Regions from separate parts of the Aedes albopictus genome. Here region 2 is linked to region 1. Evidence: chromatin contacts called from public Hi-C data. All regions are on one chromosome and are shown on one strand. The core of a region is the stretch at or near the end of the contact, and the rest is flanking DNA. Distances in the headings are between cores, read along the strand shown.

The links. Hi-C and Micro-C count contacts between places; a contact is called where the count stands out from the background.
Region 2: a Hi-C map of whole body shows a contact between it and region 1, with 9 times the contacts expected there. The contact joins the promoter of LOC115269193 here to the promoter of LOC109418973 in region 1. A contact is called at or near these places in 3 of 3 Hi-C or Micro-C datasets (embryo, whole body and whole pupa).

Annotation. Positions count from the first base shown.
Region 1 is chr2:456,833,393-456,838,401 of AalbF5, forward strand. It overlaps LOC109418973, which reads right to left and starts at 3,076. Exons shown (of 8, transcript XM_029877711.2): 1 at 2,396-3,076; 2 at 2,071-2,332; 3 at 1,663-2,018; 4 at 1,249-1,602; 5 at 856-1,029; 6 at 403-795; 7 at 69-336; 8 at 1-8. The coding sequence starts at 2,942. The region is part of intron 2 of LOC109397934 (transmembrane emp24 domain-containing protein 5); the gene reads right to left.
Region 2 is chr2:457,054,852-457,059,860 of AalbF5, forward strand. It overlaps LOC115269193, which reads right to left and starts at 2,663. Exons shown (of 3, transcript XM_029877612.2): 1 at 2,193-2,663; 2 at 1,914-2,134; 3 at 1,668-1,859. The coding sequence starts at 2,363. The coding sequence ends at 1,682. The region is part of intron 2 of LOC109397934 (transmembrane emp24 domain-containing protein 5); the gene reads right to left. It overlaps LOC109418972, which reads left to right and starts at 2,678. Exons shown (of 3, transcript XM_029877712.2): 1 at 2,678-3,822. The coding sequence starts at 2,962.

The DNA.
Region 1 (5,009 bases), core at 1,826-4,325:
TGAGATAACTGCGTGAAATACGGAAGTTTGGAAAGGTGTTGCTCTACAATATATCAGGAAATACTCACATATTTTCTTCGGTTAGCTCACCGGTATGTTCCTTATATTCCGCCAGGAACTGTTCTCTTTTCTTGTTGATGATGCCTGTCGTAAAGGAATGAACTGGAAGAAGCAGCTTATCTAAGGCAGCTTTATAACCTGTTAACCGACAGATGAAGTCGCTCAGCAACCATGGTCGCGTCAAACGGTAAGCCAAGACTTCACCGATTTCATAAAGCTTCGTGAGGTATACGTCTGCTCCCGATACCGTGGATAACTTCACTCCCATAGAGGTTTCTAAAAAGGCGAAAAAAGGTTAGTGCAGTGGAAATTGAAAGGCAAGAGAGTTGTCTAACATCCTACCGCAGATGGTATTCAGTGTGAACTTGGACATGACGGGTTGTAAGGCCGTTGCTACACCTTTGTCAACGTGTTCACCAAGTGTGATCATCAGTTGATCGCATTCTTCCACAAATGTACGATGGAACCCGTTCAGTATGTTGAAGTGGAATGAAGGCGTTAGAATTCGTCGACGGTGCATCCACTTGGATCCGGTACTGTTGAGCAAACCCAGGCCCAAAAAGGGATGTAGAAATTTGTAGAATTCACTCTTGTCAATGTGCTTGGTGCTGGACAGGATTGGCTCGGCTTCGCGAACCCGGATCACATTCAGCACGTACAGTGAGCTATTGAACCAGAACCGATAGGTTCCTCCGTATCGCTTGGGCCACTTGCGGGCCCATTGCCAGGTCGTCGCTGAAATGATCGATAGTTGTTCGAGCAGGTGTTGATAGCTATGCATTCAATGCCCTTTACCTTGATCCATGAAGAGAATCTCACTCAGATTTCCGATGAGTGGCAAACATGGAGGCCCTGGAAATTTGTTGATTGCCCGAAATATACGCCCATTTTTGTCAATTACCTCATACACTAGAAGAACTATTATGATTAGTAGCACAGCAAACCACCAACTTGCCGAGAAATCCATTTAGCTCCACCCTCCAAGACTGATTACACCTAATTGAATTCTACACTGCCGTCGGTTAAAAATATGCATTGCTCTTATCATCTTTCGCGCACAAATGAGTTTATTTATACTGTAGAAATTATGAAAATATTGATAAGCAGACAACACAATATTAATCAATATATTTTCATTGTTACTGTTTGGTCTAGATTTTCTGTTAACAATCATATTCTACGTCTAGCTACACTTTGTATTCGTCTTTCGCTTAGCGAATCGAACCTTGATCGGCGTCTTTGCCCGCAGTACCAGATCTGCCATGAAGATCACCTCTTGCCGCGTAGTCACCGGCAGAATGTGATAGTTGATCAGCAGAGCGCAGAGTACGGTTTTCATCTCTAGCAGAGCGTATTTCTGTCCGATACAGTTCCTAGGACCTGCGCTGAACGGTACGTATGCGTATGGATTCCTCTTGGCGGAGACTTCCGGCAGGAACCTGTCGGGATCAAACCGCTCCGGGTCGGGAAACTGATCCGGATCACGATGCAGATCGTAGATGTGTATGTGTGCGATGGTACCGTGCGGAAAGGTCGTTGAATCTACCGAAAAAATAGAGTTAACGTAACGTGCAGCGGTGGAAGACCAATGATTGAACCTACCAACTTCCAATGGTCCAGACAGATACCGCGAGATGAACGATACTGGAGGATACAACCGAAGTACTTCCTTTACGAATCGATCCAAGTACTTCAGGTTGTTGTAATCTGCTATGGTGAAAGCATCAGCCTCTGATTTGGTACTACGAGCTTCCAAAAGTTCATTGTAAACACGTTGTTGAGCTTCCTGCTCTGTCGCCAGCAACAGAATCGAGAAGATCAATCCGGCTGCCGTTGTGTCATGTCCTTCGAACATAAAGGTGTCCACTTCTTCGCGTATGCCTTCTTCATCTATACCACCGCTTGCTTCGGCCATCAACAGAGTGTTCAACATGGCGTACCGTTGCTTCGATCCGTATCTAGAAAATATGTAGTTCAGATCATCGCTATAAAAATACGATCTGAGCATACATTCCATCTACAGGCACGTTGGAGATCGTCGAATCTTGTATCAACTGCTCACGCTTCTGTCGGATTATGCTTCGGGTGAAGTCATGAATTGGTTCTATTGCATCTTCCAAAGGCTTCTGATACCCCAGTAGGTTGTAGACCCCATCATCGTACAACCACGGAGTCATCGTTCTGTGAACGATCCTTTCACCCACGTCATACACCTGCGATCGATACGTATCTGCTCCATTGTACGAATCCAGCTTAACACCCATCGCCGTTTCTTGATCGAGTTCACTTTAAAATTAGTTTTCTGTTTTCTTACAACAACCAAGCTCAACCTTACCACAGATAGTGTTCAGCGTGAACCTGGTAACGATCGACTGCAGCACGACCTCTTCTCCTGAATCGGCAGGACCATTCAGCAACGTCATCAACTTTTCCGCCTCCTCCTGGAACACCTGCAGAAAGTCGTTCAGGATGCTGAAATGGAATGCCGGGGTCAATATCCTCCGTCGCGCCTGCCACTTGCTACCCTTGCTACACAGCAGCCCATCGCCCATCAACGGCTCCAAGAACCGATACAGTATGCTCTTCCGGGTGTGCTTCGTGCTGGACAGAATTGGCTCCGCTTCGCGAACTCTAATCACATTCAGTATCACGCTTCCGAATATCCACTGCCGATACGATCGCCCATACTTCAGGGCATTCGTTCGCGCATAGTTAAACGTCTGCACCGTATCCTTGATCAACACTTCCAGTAGATTCCCCAACACCGGAAACATCGTTCCACCGGGGTACTCCCGAGCAGCACGGTATCCATCACGTTGCCGCAAATACCACTCGTACAGCGCCAACAACGCGATCAACGTGACGATCACCAACAGGAACATAACTTCCAATCTACCGAACTACGCGAGCCTTTCCGGACTGAGATCGCTGCGCGATCGCCTTTCGTTTATAAATCGCTTGAACTCCCGTACGAAAAAAGGGGCATCGGCGAAGGTTATCGGTGTGGCGGTAGCAAGAAGCCGCCACCGCCGCCACGACCATTAGGTTTAATCGTTTGTTTTCACATTTGACCGATGCCAACGATAAGAAGATGCTCCAGCAAAGCACGTGTGAAAGTGATCTGTAGCGATCAGAGATCTTGATATAGGGTGAGCTCACAGAGTGGGATTTGTTGATGTAAATCATTCTATCACAAAACGATGTTGGACCGAATGGACGTAAAGCAAAAACATTAGTTAGACTAAAATGATCGTTCTCTTGGAGTTTTTCAGAGCTGCTGTCTGACTATCCCTAGGAAGTTATTCCTGGAAGACTGTTTCCCATAGAATATGTGATCGGCGAATGTGATCGGTTGCAGTCCACGTCACCTCAATTAACATCTCATCAATTACTTATCGAGAGCAAAAGACCAACTTGCAGTCAACAGCGTTTTGCGCGAGCTGTACCATGATTACTTTATGAGCTTATATTGTTATAGTGATCCCATTCTGTTGAACTAGGAAAGTAGCAAAGACAACTTTTTCAAGAAGACATGGCTTCTCCTGGCTCCAAGCTTCTTCCGCCGCTGAGTGTCTTTTGCCATCCAGCTCCTTGCTAACCATGACTGTGCCGAAAAAATTACAGGAATTCGTTTACAAATATCTTCAGGAATTTCCTGAAAAAATTCTCATAAGATTGCTTCCGAGATTCGTTCTGAGGTTTCTTCAGGAGTTCCTACAGGGATTTCTTCAAGAACTGCTACGGGGATTCTTCCAGGAGTTCCTCCATGAACTCTTCTTGGAATTACTTCCGGATTTTTTTCCAAGAATTCCATCTGTGATTTCTTTAGTACTTTCTCCTAGGATTTCTTCAGGAACTCTCCCTGGGATTCCACCAGGAATTCCTCTAGAAATTCATCTAGAAATTCCACTAGCGATTCCTCCAGACATCCAGTGATTTTCCAAGGAATTCCTTCAAGGATTCCACCAAGAATTCCTTCCAGAATTGCTGTAGAGATTCTTCCAAGAATTCCTTCCAGAATTCCTGTAGAGATTCCTCCAAGGATTCCTCCGGGAATTTATCCAGGCATTCTTCCAGTAATTCTGCTTTCTCCAGAAATTCATTAAGGGATTCCTCCAAGAATTTCTTCAGGAATTTGTACAGTCAGTGTTTCTGAAATTCTTCCTGGGTTTCCACCGGGAATTCCTTCAGAGATTGCTTCTGGAATTCTTGCAGAAATTCCTCCAGAAATTCATCCAGGATCTCCTCTAGCGATTCCTCCAGGCATCCAGTGATTTTTCAAGGAATTACTCTAAGAATTCCTTCAAGCATTCCTGTAGAGATTCCTTCGGGAATTTATCCAGGCATTCCGGCAGGAATTCTGCCAAGTATTCCTCAAAGATTTTCTCCAGGAGTTCTACCCAGGGATTTCTCTAAGGATTCCTTAACGGATTCATCCAAGAACTCCTCCAAGGATTCTTTCTGGAATTCATCCAGGCATTCCTCCAGGGACTTCTACAAGAATTCCTCCAGAAATTCTTTCAGGGATTCCTCTAGAGATTCCCCCAGGAATTCCTCCAGAAATTCCTAGGAATTCCTCTGCGGATTTCTCCACGAATTCCTTCTAGAATTCCTCCTAGGATTTTTTCAGGAATTCTCCCTGGGATTCCACCGGGAATTTCTCTAGAAATTTATCTAGCGATTCTTCCAGGCATCCAGTGATTTTTCAAGGAATTCCTCCAAGGATTTTACCAGGAATTCCTTCAAAATTCCTCTTGTTCTTTTTCCAAGGATTCCGTCCATAATTCCTGTAGATATTTATCCAGGGTTTCCTCCGGGAATATATCTAAGCATTGTTCCAGAAATTCTGCCAACTTTTCCGCAAGGTATTTCTTCAGGAGTTCTTCCAGGGATTCCTCCAGAAATTTCTCTAGGATTTCATCCAGGAACACTTTCAGGGACTCCTCCAA
Region 2 (5,009 bases), core at 1,413-3,912, 220 kb after region 1:
AATTTTCCTTGCTTCGCTGAGCAACATGACGTTTCCTACCAGCGAAGGCTTACGCGATACAGGAAATCACTGAATTTCACACTAACACAGCAGAAAATCTGTCAACAAAACCTCAATACACATGCATTTTCAGCGAAAAGCTCTATTTGCGTGACAACAATCCACTCCCATGACTAACGGGCGACCGCCGTCAAATATCAGGATTGCCAACTGCCCGGCGATTCTTTGTCGCCGAATCTGGCGCTGGGTCTTCGGCGCGGAAACCCAAAGGTGGGAATAAAATTTTGGGGTTTGCGCGTAATATTACACGATATCTCGCTTTTCTAGCAGTTGTAGGGGTGTTTTTCGACAAATTTCTTCGATCATTGATGAAAAGAGTTACCCAGAATTTCTCAGAGTTACTCTCGTTTGCACAGTGTCTTGCCCCTAGGTCCTATCTGCATTTGAGAGGCTCTCTCTGTTCACTTTCTCTTTCAATTATTGCAATGTAATGGTACACTTTTCAACTACTTTTGCAGTACAGCCGGAACTCGCTCGTTGAGCCACAACCTCCACCCAGCTAACGAATTCGATTCGCTAGTTGGGTGAAGTGACATCAGCAAAAGGGGCGTGCTAGGGACAAGACACTGTGCAAACGAGAGTAACTCTGAGAAATTATGAGCCACTCTTTTCGCCAATGATCGACGAAATTTGTAGAAAAACACCCCTAAAACTGCTAGAAAAGCGAAATATCGGACAACATTGCTTTGATTTTGCGATAAATCAGGCAACACCCCAGTAAAAACGGGAGCAATCCGGAGAAATTCTGAGCAACTCTGTGAAGGAAAATTTACTCTCCAGCCTAGGGGCAAGACACTGTGCAAACGAGAGTAACTCTGAGAAATTCTGAGTAACTCTTTTCACCAATGATCGATGAAATTTGTCGAAAAACACCCCTAAAACTGCTAGAAAAGCAATATATCGGGCAATATTGTTTTGATTTTGCGATAAATCAGGCAACACCCCAGTAAAAACGGGAGCAATCCGGAGAAATTCTGAGCAACTCTGTGAAGGAAAATGTACTCTCCAGCACAGTGTCTTGCCCCAAGTCTCCAGCATAGTGTCTTGCCCCAAGATAATCAATGTAATCACGATTCCTATGCACGATTACATCGTTTTGATGTAAAATCTTTTGTTCTCATGTGTACATCGTCCAATGTAATATTCATGCAACCGACGTATTGATCGGGTTGCAGCAGTTCAGATGTAATATTACACATTTTTTCTGTGTATTTTGGCAGATTAATTCTATATCACAAAGTTGTTGTGCCCATGTGTGCCAGAAGCTTGGAGCAAGACGCAGTGCTGGAGAGTACATTTCCCTTCACAGAGTTGCTCAGAATTTCTCCGGATTGCTCCCGTTTTTACTAGGATGTTGCCTGATTTATCGCAAAATCAAAACAATATTGCCCGATATCTCACTTTTCTAGCAATTTTAGGAGTATTTCGTCGATTATTGGTGAAAGGAGTTACTTAGAATTTCTAAAAGTTACTCTCGTTTGCACAGTGTCTTTCCCCTAGGCCAGAAGTGTGCCGAATTGTGCCGGCATGTGTGCCGAGAAGTGCCGGCATGTGTGCAGGGCACAATGTGCCGAGTGACCAACCCCTTGAGTCATGCACTAGGTCATGCATAATTTATTTACTATACCATTTCCAATAGCAATCTCATATAATCCATCATCCCAGCAGTGATCAACAGAAATCCGTGAATTCGTCGCTGAAAGTAATCCACTTGTGCATCCGAGTATACCGTTTGTTTCAATATCTGCTGGATCCAGTAGAATGACTGCATTTTCATGGGAAATACAGAGGGATATAAACTGAAAATGAATTAATCTATGGAACAGCACAATAGTTAATCATGAGAAGCTAACCTATCGATTTGTTGCTGCCAAAATCCAAGGTAAAGCAGAGTGCCACACAACGCGTACACAACAGGAAGCAGCATAACCGCAATCACCACAACACTCAAGCCGAACTTGACCAACGCCGGAAGCGGTTTTGCACTCCACGCATCCAACCAAATGAAGAGAACGTCTTGCAGGAAGGGCTTGGCCACGAAGAGAACTTTCTGGTGCCATTTTCCATGATGCCACTGTGGATCGGTAAGAATTTTTAGAAATTCTTAATTATTTCAAAATAATAATTCTTACAATAACGTAAAAATTCTTTCGATTGCTTCTCCAAATGGGCATCCCTACTGATGAACTCCCGAACGAGCGAAGCTTGATCTGCTCGAATTCGCCTTGACGGAGGCTCTCTGAGAGAATAGCGCTTGCGTGAAAACAATTTTTTTTTAACATGGGAAAGGATAGGAGCTGCATTTTCAAATGCTTCTAATTCTTTAAAGAAATTTTTTCAAGCAAAACGTTCTTAATGTTATCGAATGAGATTATGATACGCTATATTATAGACATAACATTGTGATTTAAAAACTTTTGTCTAAAACCAGTTATAATGTAGCTAATTGAAAGTATATTGCAAAACATTAAAACTTTTTTCAATCTGAAGTCCCTAAAATATTTTAGAAGCATTTGAAAATGCAGCTCCTATCCTTTCCCATGTTAAAAAAAAATGATTTCACGCACAGCGCAATTCTCTCAGAGAGCCTCCGTCAAGGCGAATGACTTCGGCCTCGATCTGGATGGTGTTCGTGTGATTTGACCTCGAACTTCTTTTTTCGCGAATCAGCTGATTGTTTACCAACAAAATTTACCTAGAGCTGTCAAAATCAGCGGTACCGTACCGGCACTTTTCGCGAACGTGGAATTTTGTTTTATTTATCGCAGCCGCAGGTACTTTCTTCTGCCTGCTGACGGGATGACGTCGGCGGTTCGGTGGAGTGCTTTTGACGAAGAATTTCGGATTATTTTGTGAGTTTTTTTTTCCGGTCTGGTGCGGAAGTGTGTGGGAATCGTGACGATGCTTGCTGTTCGTCTGGTGCTTGGAAAACGTCGGCCTGCTTTTTCGGTGGGTCTGTTTAGAGGTGTTGCTTCAAAGGCGACGCCGCGAAAATGGACGGCGGGAAAGGTGCTGCTGGGAACGACCGGAAGTATGCTGATGGGTGCCATAGGATACGACGGGGCGGTGAACGAGTTCGAGACGGTGGCCGGGGTGCAGAGATTTGTTCGATCGCTAGCGATTGGGATCAGTATTTCGGTGGATTACACCTGGAGCCTGTGGGGGTTGGACGAGAACGGTCCGAACTACGAGAGGATCATATCCCAGGTACATCAACGGGCGGCGGACAGGATTCTGAATGGTTGTCTAACCAATGGAGGATTGTACATCAAGATAGGCCAGGGTGTGGCCGCCATGAATCACATCATCCCCAAGGAGTATATATCGACCCTGAAGAAGCTAGAGGATAAGTGCCTGCCTCGGAAACCCGGAGAAGTGAGAAAACTTTTTGAACAAGACTTCGGGAAGCCACCGGAGGAGGTGTTCGAAACCTTTGACTACACACCAATTGCTGCCGCCAGTTTGGCACAGGTGTTCCGGGGAACCACCAAAGAAGGCCAACAGGTGGCCATAAAGGTTCAGTATGCGGATTTGAAGAAACGGTTCAATGCCGATCTGAGGACGATTCTGTTTCTGCAAGACTTGATGGCACTGATCCACAAGAGCTACAATTTCGGATGGATCATTCGGGACCTGAGGGGCACGCTCCGTGAGGAGCTGGACTTTATCCACGAAGGACGCAATTCGGAACGCTGTGCTGAAGATCTGCGGAAGCATGACTCCATCTATGTCCCGAAAGTGCTTTGGGATTACACCAATGAGGTAAGTTTTTAAGGGCCGGTAAGCCAGGTTTACCCATATAGTTAAACCTGGTTTAACGCTCAAGCCAGGGTGGAGAAATCGCCCCTGAATGATTTAGCAACTATGAATTCCAGCCATAAAAAGTGTTTGTATGTAGTTGCTAATACCATAGACTTCTAATACCTTTGAAGATATATATCAGGTTATACATTATGCTAATAATTGGTAGCTAACTGCTGTTGACAGGAAACTCTCTTCCAATTCGCTCATTTCCACAAAAAATATCATTGGGAATTTTTCAAGGAATTCCATCGGGAATCCGACTAGTATCTCTTCCGAGAATTCCATCAGGAGTACTACAACTGGCAATACTTCTAGAAATTCCACCGAACATTTCCCAAGGAGTGTCACCGGGAATTCCTCTAGGAGTTACACCAGAAATTTCTCTAGGGTAGGTAATCAAAAGTTGAACCAAATTGCAGCTTTCCAAAGTAGCGCAATTTTTGAATGTTTTTTTCTCCCACATGGAAATAATTTACTACGGCAAAAGCGTATGTACATGAAAGCTACGGGTATGAGCTTTCTGTTAAGTGGTAAAAAGTTTGTATTTGCACCGAATTTAATTGAAAAATTCGATTATTCGTCAACAATGATTTTAATCTTAATTTGAACCATCGTAATCATACTTTGAACCAATTTTAATCTTAATTTGAACTACTGGCGGCAGCAGCTCGAGCGTCTCCCACAACAGCCAATTTCGTGCTGAACAATAGAAAAACACATGGATCAGCTAATTCCCATAACTATTTTTCATTAGGCAGTGGAATTTCAACTAAGAATGTTCTAAACTCTTCAGGAACTTGGAAACTAAATTTGAAATTTTTCATCCCTCAAGAGTAAACAAAACAACCACTAGCGCAGTCTGCAGGCCAACACTGGAAGCTCGACCCCGTTTACTAGTTCAAATTCAGATTACAAATGGTTCAACTTAAGATAACATTCTCCAAGTAAGAATTACTTAAATTTGATAATTTTATGACAAACAATGCGAAATATTATTCGGTTGGTCGATTCTACGATAAATAAGCTTTCATTTGACGTGTTCACATATTGCGTGTGATACAATGCATGAGCTGTACGAGTGCACCGAAAATGTGCTTTCTCTGGGGGGAAATGGGTGAAATCACAATGATTTTTCAATTGCCTGT